4 separate regions of the Mus musculus genome follow, and regions 1, 2 and 4 are each linked to region 3. A link is a contact called in public HiChIP or PLAC-seq and Micro-C data. All regions are on one chromosome and are shown on one strand. Each heading gives the region's core, a stretch centred on a gene start, on an enhancer-like site or on the middle of the called end of the contact. The rest is flanking DNA. Distances are from core to core; before and after follow the strand shown. Region 1 has its middle 33 kb from the start of Gm30908. Region 2 holds the start of 1810021M19Rik (a long non-coding RNA gene). Region 3 holds the start of Sulf2 (sulfatase 2). Region 4 overlaps Zmynd8 (zinc finger, MYND-type containing 8).

Region 1 (3,162 bases), core at 105-2,604, 350 kb before region 3:
GTGAGGTGCTCCATGTGAGATGATGTGAGGTGCTCCATGTGAGATGATGTGAGGTGCTCCATGTGAGATGATTTGAGGTGCTCCATGTGAGATGATTTGAGGTGCTCCATGTGAATTGATTTGAGATGCTCCGTGTGAGATGATTTGAGGTGCTCCGTGTGAGATGATTTGAGGTGCTCCTGAGCCAGGAGGAAGCCGCATGGATCCTCACAAGTCTCTGTCTCTTGAACTCTGGGCAGAGAGACTGTTTCAGGCTGGCTTGACTTCCCCCATCTTAGGTTTCCTGCCCTTCACAAGGCTTAGCGGGCATGGCTTCAGCCTGGGTGGTCAGCGGCTCATGCTGCTGAAGTGACTTCTGTGGTTTCTTTGTTTTAGAGGCTTCTATTTATGGCGAGTAACATTGATTTTTTTTTTCATCTGCAGAACGAGATCATCAAGTTTCCCTTAAAGTAACTGGTTTCAGATGCATTTTGATGAGGCCATGCTGTAGGCAGGATGCGGCTATTTTAAAAGGCCTGATGGAGGCTGGGCGACATTCTTCATAAACGCCAGTGACGGGTGTGTAATTCAGGCCCTGGCCCCAGCCCTGCCTCATGCAGCCTCATGCCTTGCTCAGCCTCCTGCAGCTACAGGAAGAGGGTAGCATTCTCTCTTGTCTCCCCATTGCCCTCCCGATGTGCCTTCACCCCCTAACCTGCCATCCACCTCCATATTGGTCTGGTCCCTTGGGCCCTTCCACTGTGGGAGAACTTTCCCACCCCTAAAAGAATCCTCTCTCTTCTCTCTCTCTCTCTCTCTCTCTCTCTCTCTCTCTCTCTCTCTCTCTCACACTCAGGGGCAGGCATATCAGCTACCATTGAAATGCCTGTTACTCTTGGGCCTCCTTACAGAGCCTCCTAGTTCCTATATGGGTGTCCCGAGTGGTCCCACACTTTTCCATGACAACTAGTCTGATACCTGCTTGTCAGCTTAAAAGCCCTGAGCTAACCTGATCTCTCATGTTAATTCATGCTGTGTGTGTCTGGGGGGGAGAGGGGGATATGGTGAGCACACATGCAAATATACACACAGACACATTCACATATTCTCACACATACACTGACACTAACACAGTCACATACGTGCACATAACAGTGTACACACACAGACACACACAGCCATGCACACAACATTTACACACTTACACTCATAAGCATATAAGCATGCATACTAACACACACACAGACACACACAGACACACAGATACACACACAGGGTGGGGGGGAGCAAGTAGCTGATCTGTATGAATTAGCAGGAGGAATTACATCAGCCTGGCTTTTTGCCTTGCAAGGAGATGTCAGGCTGGTGTCCATACAGAGGGGAGGCACCAGAGGTCACACAAGAGTCCCAGTGCTGGGGTGACCAAACTGGGCCAAGTGGCAGGCTCTGGATTCTTCTGCATTCCTTGAACTAACATGACTTATTTTCCTAGACCCCTACCCCAGATCCTAGATAGTATCTGATCTTCAGTCTAATGGGCCCTCTAGTCTCCCTGTTGCTTTGATGGCAGAGATGCAGGTGGTGACCCCATGTCATAGGCAGATGCTGCTGCTGCTGGTGGTGGTGATGGTCGGCGAGGCTCACTTCTAGCAGCAGCTGCAGCAGCTGATATGGCAGGACCCCTCAGGGCTGGAGGCTGCTTGCAATCCAGAGGCCAGGCATGATCTCTGAGAGTTTTAGACTCCACCGTCCTTGTCCTGTCCTGTTCCCTGGGGGGGGGGGGCGGGGTGAGAAAGGGGGCGTAGAAGGCAGCTAGATTGAGGTGTATTGGCATGTGTGGCTGCTTCGAGTCCACAAATTATAACAACAAACGGTTCCTATTTCAGACTCATGTTCACACTTTTACAGGATCAGTATTGTATACTGGCCTCTCAGCAGAGCCGCTTACACTGTGCTTAGAAGTTTTTATTTCCTCTGTTGTTCACAGTGAGGAATGGATTTGCAGCACAAGCTGTATTTGTAGCAGGAGAGTGGAGGGCACCCCTCTCTTCACTCTCCACTCTTGTTGAGTCTTTTCCTCAGTGGCCAGTTTCAGACAATTGGAGTGTTAGCAGCCAAGCACCGAATCGGAGGGAAGGTTTAATGAGCGTGTGAGCTTTAGATGAAATGTGGCTGGTCATGCGTGTTACACAAAACATGTGTTCTCTCTCTGGGATAAAGAGGCAAGCCATCACAGCTCAGAGGTTAAAAGCAAAGGCTGCTCTTCCAAGAACCGGGTTTTGGTCTCCAGCACTTACATAACTACTCACAACTGTCTGTAACCCCATTTCCAGGTGATCCAACATCCTCTTCGGGCTCCCTCAGGTAGCAGGCTCTCTGGAGGTGCACAGACATATAGGCAGGCAAATCACCCATACCCATTAAATAAAAATGATGTTTTAAGAGGTTAAGTCATTGAGCTACAAATTTAATATTTAAAAACAGGTAAATTAAGCCTGTTTTCTCTATAGAACGCAGGGTCCTTGGCAGTAAGGCCTGGCTGCCTTCAGCCTGTGGTACGATTTCTAGTGAAATATCAGCACTGCTGACTTTCTCACAAATGTGTCTGTAGGGTTCCCTGTTCTCATGGAGTGTCGGGATGCTTTGGAAACCCTGTATGTACTTACGGCGAATGACCACACCGGGACAGCTTGTCAGGAGGCAGGTCAGCATGACTTAGGGTGACTGAAGGCTTATCAAGTTGGGGGACTGAGGGTAGGAACACCCAGGATGGGCAAGGGTGATTGGCTGGGGTCTGAGGGTGTTTAGACTGCCTCGTGAGCATGGGGAAGTATTTCAGAACTCTCAGGTGTGGCCTGAACAGGTTTTGTCAGGAGAATGGAAATGGGTCCTATAAACTAATTGAGGCTACATGATATTCCTCAAGGAGAGGCGAGTGGGAGGGACAAAGTCAGAGAAGGAGAAAACCTGTTAATGAAAGGAGTCCCCCATTATGTGCCAAGCCCCCAAAGCTAGCAGTTGAATGGTGGACTTCGACCTTAATTAGCAGTTTTTCCACACGTGCCTTCCTCCCTGACTTTGTCCTGATGCCCTTTGGTGTGAGGAACACCTTGTGGGCTTCTTTCCTGGCTCCTTTAATCAGTGCCATGTTGTACAAATGGGCTCTTGGGAAGCCCAGTCCTG
Region 2 (3,085 bases), core at 414-2,913, 270 kb after region 3:
GGTGTTCTTCCCAGAATCCCGTCTGCAGCCTTACCTTTGTCTCTTGTCTCCAGCCCAGTTACATTTCCCAGATAACCTCAGACAAGCCTGAATGGCAGCAGCATTCCTCAAACAAAGCTGCCCCAATAGGTCACCAGCATATGCCGGCAGCTTCCTGCTCTTTGCCCTAGAAAACAGTTCAAGTGATCAGAGCCTGGGAGAGAGGGAGGGAGGGAGGGAAAAGGGAGAGGGAGAGCACGGGAGTACGTGTGTGTGTGTGTGTGTGTGTGTGTGTGTGTGTGTGTGTGTGTGTGCGCGCGCGCGCGCGCGCGCTCCCGCTTACACAACAAGCTTTAATCCATGCGCTCCCCTGCTGTGTATGTATTCTCTTTTCCAATTGGGAAGTTAGGTGTCCCCAAGACCTATCAGCAACTCCGTGTGTTGTCGCCTCCCCTCACCCCCCAAGCCATACTTCATATGGCTGATAGTAGAGTCCGAAGCCACATGAAGGGGAGGGTGCCCGGATCAGGCCTCAGGTTCCCTGTTTGGTCCCAGTAAGGTTTCCCTCCCCAGTAAGAGCCGACCCTTCCCTTTGGGTGAAGCCAGGCCTGTTGTCCTGAGTGCCTTTGTCAGGCCTAGTGGCTCTGGAGTTGTCCCCTGCTGCTATCGACCTCAGCTGGTTCAAACAAAATCCTGTCTCCTTTCCAAAGCCAGGGTTTTGTCCTGCAGTACTGTGTGTTTAGATTCCTGGCTGGGTCTGGAGCCTGAGAGCAGATTCCCCAGCCAGGGAGAGTGCACACTGGCCTGCTGGGCATCTGTTGTCCTTGGGGGGCAGGGAGAGCAAGCCATCAGCTCAGCCCTTCAATTCCTTTGAGGAAACGCCTGGGGAGGCAGGAATGAGTCCTAGTTTCAGTAGCTGAGGGGGACTTTATTGCTTTCTGGGTCCACCTCCTGGTGTCTGGCTGCATCAACTGCCGGCCCCTGAAGAAAGGTGTTTATTTAGCGTCTTTTTTTTTTTTTTAAGAATCTTGTTAATTAAGGATGTTGTTGTTTTTAAAAAAATAGCTAAGAATAGGAGAGAGCCTTGGACAGTTTTTGATTCTCCTCTGTGCCTTTTCTACAAATGACAGTTTTTAGGAAAGAATCAGGCACTGGTCTCCCACCCAGCACCATCGGGGAGAATTCTAAGCAGGTCTGAGGAACTAGTTAATATTTTACTGGGGAGCAGAGCCAGAGATGGGGGGAGTAGGGGGACTGCCAATGTGAGGCTGTGTGTGTGAAATTGCCCTTCCATCTGCCTTAGGGGACGAAAAGAAGCAGTTCTCTGTGGAAATAAATTGAAGCAAGAAGCCTTACGAAGCCCAGGGGATTTGTCTGCCCACCAAACAGGGCCCAGTTTCCCCCCAGAACACACATACAGGGGCGATTGTGGCAGAAAGGGCCAACCTGTGGGTGTGTAGGCCTGACTATAATGGACGGGCTTGTTTCCTGGCCCGGTTTGACATCTTTCTCTGTCCCTCTGGATTTAAATGGCTTCTCTGACTGAGAGGCACTGCCTGTATGCCCTGGATTCACAAGGTCCACGCCTCCTTGGGAAGCAGAAGCGAGACAGCAGCTAGCTAGCTCCCTCTCTCTCTCTCTCTGCATCTGCCCGGAGAGCTGCAGCTGGTATTTTTCCACAGGCCCTTTTCTACAATCTCAGGGCCTAGTTTTTCCCAGCGAGGCCCAGAGTCCCAGAGAGGGTTAACAGGCAGGAAGCTGAAGGCATCACAGACTAAGACGGAAGTCAGATTTTTGTTTAACTGACAGGTTTAGCAGGCCTCATCGGTGGGGGGAGGGAGCAGAGGGAGGGAAGACTTAAATGGAGGCATGTGGCCTGCTAGCAACGCATTTGGCTTTTCTTAGGGTAAGCCTGGAGAGGGTATCTCCCTTGCCATCCTGACAGAGCCCTTTTTGGTTTGTCTTTGAGGATCGGCTGAGGGGTGGCGGTGAGAGGTTAGAGGTCTCCCAGTTTTGCAAATGGCTCTGTGGGCCTGCCTTTTTTCCAAGAGCCACTTTGACCATGACTAGGCAAACTTGATCGCTCCACCTCACAGCAAGCTGCACCTCTCAGCTCCCTGGAACCTGGGTGCCCCTTGCTGATTTGTTGGGGCTCCCTCGGGCTGCCTGTCTCACTCCCCGCGCGCGCCCCCCCCCCCCGCCCCCCTCAGAGGCCTGCGTCTGGCCTTGTCCCTATTGCTTCTGCCTCCCTGGGGCTCTCTCCACCCCTAAGCTCGACTTTGTCCTTTGAGACCCACTCAAGCTGGCTTGTTCTATAAAACGGCCTGCTCGCCTTCTTAGAGAAGGACTTGTGTGTGGGGGCAGGCGTGGATGGGTCAGCCAGCCCACCCCAAAAGGGCCCTTCCCAGTGGCGCGCTGGCTTCAGGCTTTGCTGGAGCAGGTCAGGCTGGCTGCACGGGTTTGCCTGGCCTGGGGGATCGAGCCAGGGGGTGGGAGAAGTGCTTGTGGAGGCCCCTGTCCCAAGTTTTCCCTCCTGCAGAAGGCCTAGCTTAGCCTGTCTTTTTCTATGCACAGGATGGCTCTTGCTCACCCGAGCCTCACAAAGATAATCGCTCAGGAAGTGTTTCAGCCAATCGGCGGCGGCTTTACACTCCGATTGGCCGGGGCAGCCAATCGGGGATGAGCTTTTATTAGGCGGCCAGATCATCAGCCGAAGTGCCAAACCCTTTTTCTGTGAGAACTAGGAGCCTGTCCTCCATGTTTTATAAGTATTGACATTACACAGTTAACAATGCATCCACAGAGGTAAGCTCGGCTTTTTAACCATCTTTTCCCCCCTCCCTCCGAGTCATCGAGTCGTGGACTAGCAGTGTGATTTCTCTGTAGCCTGGCTCTGCCACACTTCCCCCCCCAGAGCACTTAGGGTAACTTGGGACTGTTTAGAGAGATTTTTTTTTTCCTTTTTGGGTCACATGGCTAAGTAGCCATTAGCCATAGCTTGATTTTACAGACTGGTGAGGGCTTGGAATACCTTTATTTTGACCAGGACAAAGAATTTCTGGACTAGTTTGAAGCTAGATCCTGGTATGCCAAAAGAGAAGCTATT
Region 3 (3,148 bases), core at 387-2,886:
GTCCTAGTGTTTTCTGATGTAAATCCCCAACTTCTAGAGCATTCTCTAGAACCTCAGAGCAAACAGGGCACAGATTCCATTCTGCATCCTTCCTGCCCAGACCGCAATAGGACACTGCAGACCTGCTAGAAAGTCACTGCTGAAATAAGGCATGTGGTTCAAAGCCAGGTGCAGCCTGTGGGCTGTGTACAAGCCTCTGTCATCTCTGAGCATACATGTTCTCCAAAAACTATGAATGTACACTTCATGTGATGACCAGGTGCAAAGCTCTCCATTTGGCCACAGAACCTGCTGTTCTTCCTGGGAGGAGAACCCCAAGCCAGGATGGGTATAGCATGTAAAGTTACCTGTTGCAGAAAAAGAGAAGGATACAAAAAGATCAAGTGTATACATTGTTGTTGCTTCGTGTGCTTCTGAGACAGTATCACTATATAGAAAGTTTGACTTTGGGTGATCCTCCTGCCTCAGCCTTCCCAGTGCAGGCATCACAGATGTGGGCCACGAGAATACTGTCTGAGTTGACCCTATAAGGATATATAAATTAATCAATTTAATTATTCAATTAAATGTCTGGGATGTTGAAACTGATTACACCTGCTTTTCTATCTGTTTTATTGGTTTATTTTCTGAGATTTTTTTCCTTTTGTTTTGTTTTGTTTTGTTTTGTTTTGTTTTAATAGGGTCTCCTGGACCTCCAACTGGTCTTAATCACCCTGTGTGTAGATAAGGGTGACCTTGAATTTTTTATTTTCCTGCCTTTGCCTCCCAAGAGCTGGGATTGCAGGCGTGCACCAGCACTGTACATTTGATGTTTGTTTGTGTGTTTGTGCTTTCTAATGAAGTTCTCAGAATCTCAAGGATGGGAGCCCTCTGCCCCAAGCATCCAATGAACAGCGCTGCAGGGGCCCAGCCCCTTCTCATGCAGCACTGAGACTGGAATGCCTGGGGGTGGGGTGGAGGGTGGGGGGGGGGGTTCATGAAAGCGAATACTCACGCCTAACATCCTGTATCCAGCCAGGACTCTACACTAGCCAAAGGTGGGGCTTGCCCCCGGCTTAGGAAAGCAAGTTCAGGGTTAGTACAACGACTGTATGGGCGGAGTCGAGAGCCCCCCACGCAGTCCAGACAACCCGCTTGAATTTTAGATAAACAGCGAGGACGTGATTTTAGTGCATCTCCATCGGTGCCCTGTTATTTTTACTACGTGAATTTGACAAACGCTATCCATCAGAAAACTAGAAAAATCCCACCAGGGGAAGGAGGATCTTGAAAATAAGCGCAGCCTGGGGGGTCAGATACAACTCCGGAGCTCAGCTTCTTGGGTTCAGATCCTGATCCAACTATCTGACCTTGGGCCAATAACTTAACGGCTCTGTCTTGATTTCAGTATCTATAAATGGATGAACATCTTGGAAGACTTTCAGGGGTTACGTTTCCATCCGAGGCCCGCCCCGTTCCACCGCAGGGTCGATAACCCCCTAGCACATCAGCTGTACTTTCTGAAGCTACTGGTGGGCTCTGTGAGGCTCTTCACCCACCCTTGGCAGCCAGGGCCCCCTCAAGCCTCTGGTGGCTTCGGGGACGGCAGAAACCGCGCAGACAGCACCACCTGGAGTCAGAGTTCTCCCTTTACCAAGGGAACCGGCCTCCCCTTTCTTTCCCATTCCCGGCCCATGTCTGGGCAACGCTTCTGCTTTCGCTTGAGCTCAACTTAATTTCTCAGAGAGCTTCGGAGACGCGTGGGAAGGTCCCAGGCGCGTGGGCAGTTCCTCCCGCGATCTAGCTTGGGGATCGGCCCGAGCCGGCGTCTCCAATGGCAAGTGTGTGCGTGTGTGTTTAGAGGCGAGCGCGGGGCTTTCAGCTAAGGCTGCCGGGTGTTTGCAAACCAGGGCGAGCCCCTGTGAAAGCGGATAAAAGAAAACATTTATTAACGTGTCATTACGAGGGGCAGCGCCGGGCCGGGGCTGTCGCACGCCTCAGGGAACACTTGGCTCCTCGCTGCTGGGAGGGAGGAGGACGAAAAAGCGGAAAGAGGCTGGATTCTCTGCGCGCCAGCCCGGGGGCCTGATCCATGGCCCTCGCGACTTCGCGCCGGTGTCTGGTGGACTAAGAGATGCGCCCCCGGTCCGAGTGGCACACACGCGCGCACACACGCACGCGCGGTCCCGGCTCGCCGGCAGCTCCCTGCTCAGCGCACATCAGCCTCAACTCCGCGCCCAGGGCGAGCGGGAGCGGGTGCGGGTGAGTGCGCCCCGGGCCCGCGAGGGTGCGCGCTCGGCGGCGGGAGCGCGGCCGGCCACCGGCTCGGCAGGCAGCAGGCCGGGAGCCGCCGGGACTTCGGGCCGGGGCGCGGGGCGGCCGCGGCGGCGGAGGTGAGGAGCGATGGCTGAATCGCCGGGTCCCCGGCGGGGCGGGAGGCGGCTGGGTCCTGGGTCCTGGCGCGCGCGGAGGCCGGGGCGGGCGGGGCGAAGCAGAAGCCGGGATGCCGCGGAGGCGGCTGGAGCAGCGGCAAGGCAGAGTCCCCTACGCCCCGCGGCCCGGCCCGGCTGCGGCAGAGACGCGGTGAGGCCGCGGGGGCCGCGCGGTGAGTGGGGCGCGGGGCCGGGCCCGGATCACAGATTCCAGGGCGAGCACGGTTCAGGTGAGCCCAGCCGGTCCCCGCTGCCCGGCTCAGGGAGGGTGTTACCCGGAGGTTTAGGTACCGGCCGGCCTCAGTGGGGCTGACCGATTTGACCCCGTCTGCAAGGCTGGGCGGCTAGGGGAGGACTTCCCGCGCCCCGGTGGTTCCCGGGGAAGGGCGCGTGGACCCGCGGGCTGCAGGAGCATGGCCCGGTTGACCCCTTGAGGTTTAGATCCAGAGGGCCAGCTAGAAGCCAGACCACGTGTGGCTTGTCCGGGCAGGACCCGAGCAAGCAGGGACTAGGAACTCGCAGAACGGAGGACAAATGAAATCGTAAAACTTCTCCCGCGCCAGGTCAGAACCCATCGCCCTGCAGACCTGCGTCCGCCGCGGGCTCCAGAAGCCCGGAGGGGACGCTGCAGCGGGGACTGCGACTTCGTTTAGAGAGTAGTAGTTCATTCATTCATTCATTCGACAAGCATTTGTGGCGCTCTGAGTGTACCAGGCACGGAGTGTCACCCAGGGAAG
Region 4 (3,469 bases), core at 944-3,443, 350 kb after region 3:
TTCTGGCAGAGCTGTTTCTGGATGTGATGTCTGAAGGAAACAGCCAGGATCTCCCGCAAACCCCGAGTTGGTGGTAGGTTGAGTGAAAGATGATTCTAGAACTAAACACAATCAGAGAGCAATTTCCCAAGGTCTGAGGCAAAACTTACTTCTGTAAACCGGTGTCCCTGTGAAGCTCCTTGGTGGTGGGTGGATGGTCTTTCTCCGAGGTGGCTAGGCGATGCTCCTAGCTTCTCTACAGCCATGCTCCCTCTGGTCCATCCTGAAGTGAAGAGGGTTGTGGAGTGCAGCTACCCAGCTCAGGAGCAGATGTAGACAAAGCCTTATGACTGCCCTTCACTGTGGGTGTTCCCATGGAGGGGGGGGCTGTTTGTTAGGTTTTACAAATGCAAAGTTCTGCAGGCCAGTTTAGCAATTTACTGGGGCTGGTAGGTAATCTGCATTTCTTTAGAGTGATTGGTTACACCCTCAGAGTTTTCTAAGACAATTGAACTGCCCAGAGCTTTCTACTCACCCCGCCCCAAACCCCAGAATTCTCCCCATTGAAGAAATCAGCGAAGAAATTTCTGGAATTCACCCTACTGAAGAAATTTCCATATTCTTGTGGTTAACAAGCCCTACCTGGCACAACTGGAGAGCTTGTTTCTGATACTGTTGTCTATTGGAAAAAGATCTACAGCCGGGCAGTGGTGGCGCACGCCTTTAATCCCAGCACTTGGGAGGCAGAGGCAGGCGGATTTCTGAGTTCGAGGCCAGCCTGGTCTACAGAGTAAGTTCCAGGACAGCCAGGGCTACACAGAGAAACCCTGTCTCAAAAAAACAAAAACAACAAAAAAATCACCAACAAGTAGGCATACCTCACAAAGCTAGTAAGGAGAGTAGAGCGGAACCGACCTTTTTTTCGAGACAGGGTTTCTCTGTGTAGCCCTGGCTGTCCTGGAACTCACTTTGTAGACCAGGCTGGCCTCAAACTCAGAAATCCTCCTGCCTCTGCCTCCCAAGTGCTGGGATTAAAGGCATGCACCACCACTGCCCGGCGGGAACTGACCTTCTTGAGGCCCTGATGACATTTGTGTCACCGGCAGCAGCACAAGCCACCCTGCAGCTGCTTCCTGTTAGAACCCTGCTAGGCACATCTGCCTAGCATGGACAAGTTCAGAGTTGCTTCTATACCCAGGGCAGCCAGGGTCTGATGTATGTCAGTCAGGCCAGCCAAGGGACTAGCCAGCCCCGCTTCCCTGTAGCTCTCTCACTCTGGAGCTCTAGTCTTCAGAGGAGCGAGGTGCTCACTAAGCTGTAGACCTTCGCCTCAGAGGAGATGGCAACTCTTCTCTTCATTCTCCTTGGCTTCTTGTAACCCGAAGCTTGCTCAAGATCTGGAATTTCCAGGTGTTTCTCTGGGTGATCTGGATCTAAGAGGATACCAAGGAATGTGGCCATTGGTGGCAAAGCCACCCCCCCCCCACCATGTTTGGTGTGTGTTTTCTAAGTACCCTGAATGGGGTATAGTACAAGCTGGCACCTCTGCAGCTGCTACCATCTTCCCTTTTTCATTTTATTTTTTAAAGATTTATTTAATCTAAGTACACTAATGCACCAGAAGAGGGCATCAGATCTCATGATCTGATCATGATGATGGTTGTGAGCCACCACGTGTTTGCTGGGATTTGAACTCGGGACCTTCGGAAGAACAGTCAGTGTGCTCTTAAGTACTGAGCCATCTCTCCAGGCTCCCCCCACACCCCCAATCTCCTCTTTATAAGTAAGTTCAGTATACTGTGCAGCTTCTCCACTGACTTCCCGTCCCGCCCACAGCCCTCCAAACTTAAGCCCAGGTCATTGCAGTCGAATAGTGCCCCTGAGCTACATCCCCAGCCCCCAACTTAACGCTTTTAAGAAAACTTTAAAAAGCCAGGTATGGTGGCGCATGCCTTTAATCCCAGCACATGGGAGGCAGAGGCAGGCGGATCTCTGAGTTCAAGGCCAGCCTGGTCTACAGAGCAAGTTCCAGGACAGCCAGGGCTACACAGAGAAAGCCTGTCTAGGGAAAAAGGGGGCTTAGACTTGACCATTGTAGGATAGGAAATTCAGCATTGTTTGCTATCCATGAAGGGCTGCGCAGACACATCCAGAATGCAGGCTAGGCTGGGCCGAAGGTGTTAACAGAAGGTTCTCTGGCCTGGGGCTGAATTCCTTTGTTAAATGTCTAGGTCGCCCCTCCCAGTGGCTTTGTCAAAGGGGAAAGTAGATTTGGTGTGCACACCTTTTGACAGCCAGTTGCTTTTGCCAAGAGCTCCTCCTGGGGAAGAAGGGCTGCAGTTAGGCAGTCTCCATTACCCACAGCCTGGGCCACTAGTTAATTACTGCTCAGCATGGGGGCTGGGTCTTGCTCTCTTCTTCCCCCAGAAGGCTTGTGACTTCTCCATCTGGGATATTAGTTTGTGCTCAGTAAGGCATAATTCATAGCTGTTGCAGAGACCATGCTTGTCCTTGGGGCTCCAGGGGCCCTCTAAATTCCTTCAGGCAGTCTGCCTCTGCTGGGTTTGACCTAGAACTTGGCCTGCCATGTGAAGTCCCAGCTCAGGAAGCCAATCCAGTTTCTGCTTGTTTCCACCCTGCCTGGCTGTAGCTATAGGTAAACCGCCACCGTCGTCCACTTCGGCGGGCAACCAGTCTCCCCCAGAGACACCGGTACTCACCCGCTCAGCCACCCAAGCACCCGCGGCTGGGGTCACCGTGGCCGCCGCCACCACCAGCACGATGTCTACCGTCACAGTCACGGCACCGGCCACCGCCGTCACGGGAAGCCCGGTGAAGAAGCAGAGGCCGCTCTTACCGAAGGAGACTGTCCCAGCTGTGCAGCGGGTCGTGTGGAACGCATCAAGTAAGTTTCAAACGTCCTCCCAAAAGTGGCACATGCAGAAGATACAGCGCCAGCAGCAGCAGCAGCAACAACAACAGCAGAGCCAACAGCAGAGCCAGCAGCAGCAGCCTCAGTCTTCCCAGGGGACGAGATATCAGACCAGACAGGCTGTGAAAGGTACCGCGCCCCCTTCTGTTCTCTGTGGCGCCCACCCCCTTTTTGCCACACTAACAGGAGAAAGGCCACCCTTGTTGAATTTTTCCCCTACATCCCTATGTGTCATGGTCACCGCAGGCCTTATCATCCCATATGGAATTATTTTTTTAAAAACTGGCTTGCTAGCACTATTTGCCTGATTTTTTTTTTTAAAGATTTTTTTTTATTCTGTTTTATAAGTGATACGTGTTTCCTCTTTACAGAGGGGACAGGATATGTGTGTAGAATTCAGAATGCTCAATGTGGGCCCATTCGCTGTCCCTGTCATTGTCCACCCTTCTGTGACAATCATTTGTTGTCCTTATGCCTCTCCCAGTGCATGCCTATACGTTTGTTTTTATACCATATAATATTATACCATAAAATATTGTCTTTTTTCTTTCTTTCTTT

The links. A called contact is a pair of places that touch in the nucleus more often than the background predicts. HiChIP or PLAC-seq counts read pairs in DNA pulled down with a chosen protein or histone mark.
Region 1: an H3K4me3 HiChIP or PLAC-seq map of bone marrow-derived macrophages shows a contact between it and region 3, with 8 times the contacts expected there. The contact joins the enhancer-like site here to the promoter of Sulf2 in region 3. A contact is called at or near these places in 1 of 39 promoter capture datasets (neural stem cells), 2 of 484 Hi-C or Micro-C datasets (bone marrow-derived macrophages and cardiomyocytes), 23 of 115 datasets of contacts at active chromatin or transcription factors (bone marrow-derived macrophages, craniofacial prominence, embryonic basal ganglia and 13 more) and 4 of 9 other capture datasets (adipose tissue, embryonic stem cells, liver and 1 more).
Region 2: a contact with region 3 is called in an H3K27ac HiChIP or PLAC-seq map of embryonic stem cells, with 6 read pairs. The contact joins the promoter of 1810021M19Rik here to the promoter of Sulf2 in region 3. A contact is called at or near these places in 1 of 484 Hi-C or Micro-C datasets (embryonic stem cells), 2 of 115 datasets of contacts at active chromatin or transcription factors (embryonic stem cells and stem cell-derived neural progenitor cells) and 2 of 9 other capture datasets (adipose tissue and pancreatic islet).
Region 4: a Micro-C map of embryonic stem cells shows a contact between it and region 3, with 7 times the contacts expected there. The contact joins the enhancer-like site here to the promoter of Sulf2 in region 3. A contact is called at or near these places in 4 of 484 Hi-C or Micro-C datasets (all in embryonic stem cells) and 2 of 115 datasets of contacts at active chromatin or transcription factors (embryonic stem cells and stem cell-derived neural progenitor cells).

What each region holds. Positions count from the first base shown.
Region 1 is chr2:166,502,848-166,506,009 of GRCm38.p6, reverse strand. It overlaps the pseudogene Gm14267. Among named protein-coding and RNA genes, the nearest start is that of Gm30908, 33 kb to the right of the region's middle. Within about 2 kb of position 1,354, at least 5 of the 459 cell types and tissues checked have an H3K27ac peak or open chromatin away from gene starts, as enhancers often do. A contact at or near this core is called in bone marrow-derived macrophages, where this site is marked.
Region 2 is chr2:165,884,307-165,887,391 of GRCm38.p6, reverse strand. 1810021M19Rik (a long non-coding RNA gene) reads right to left here and starts at 1,663. Exons shown (of 3, transcript XR_866948.2): 1 at 35-1,663. Zmynd8 (zinc finger, MYND-type containing 8) reads left to right here and starts at 2,554. Exons shown (of 23, transcript NM_001363020.1): 1 at 2,554-2,784. The coding sequence starts at 2,771.
Region 3 is chr2:166,154,171-166,157,318 of GRCm38.p6, reverse strand. It overlaps Sulf2 (sulfatase 2), which reads left to right and starts at 1,636. Exons shown (of 21, transcript NM_028072.5): 1 at 1,636-1,816.
Region 4 is chr2:165,807,090-165,810,558 of GRCm38.p6, reverse strand. It overlaps Zmynd8 (zinc finger, MYND-type containing 8), which reads left to right. Exons shown (of 23, transcript NM_001363020.1): 15 at 2,630-3,040. Among named protein-coding and RNA genes, the nearest start is that of Gm11465, 73 kb to the left of the region's middle. Within about 2 kb of position 2,193, at least 16 of the 459 cell types and tissues checked have an H3K27ac peak or open chromatin away from gene starts, as enhancers often do. A contact at or near this core is called in embryonic stem cells, where this site is marked.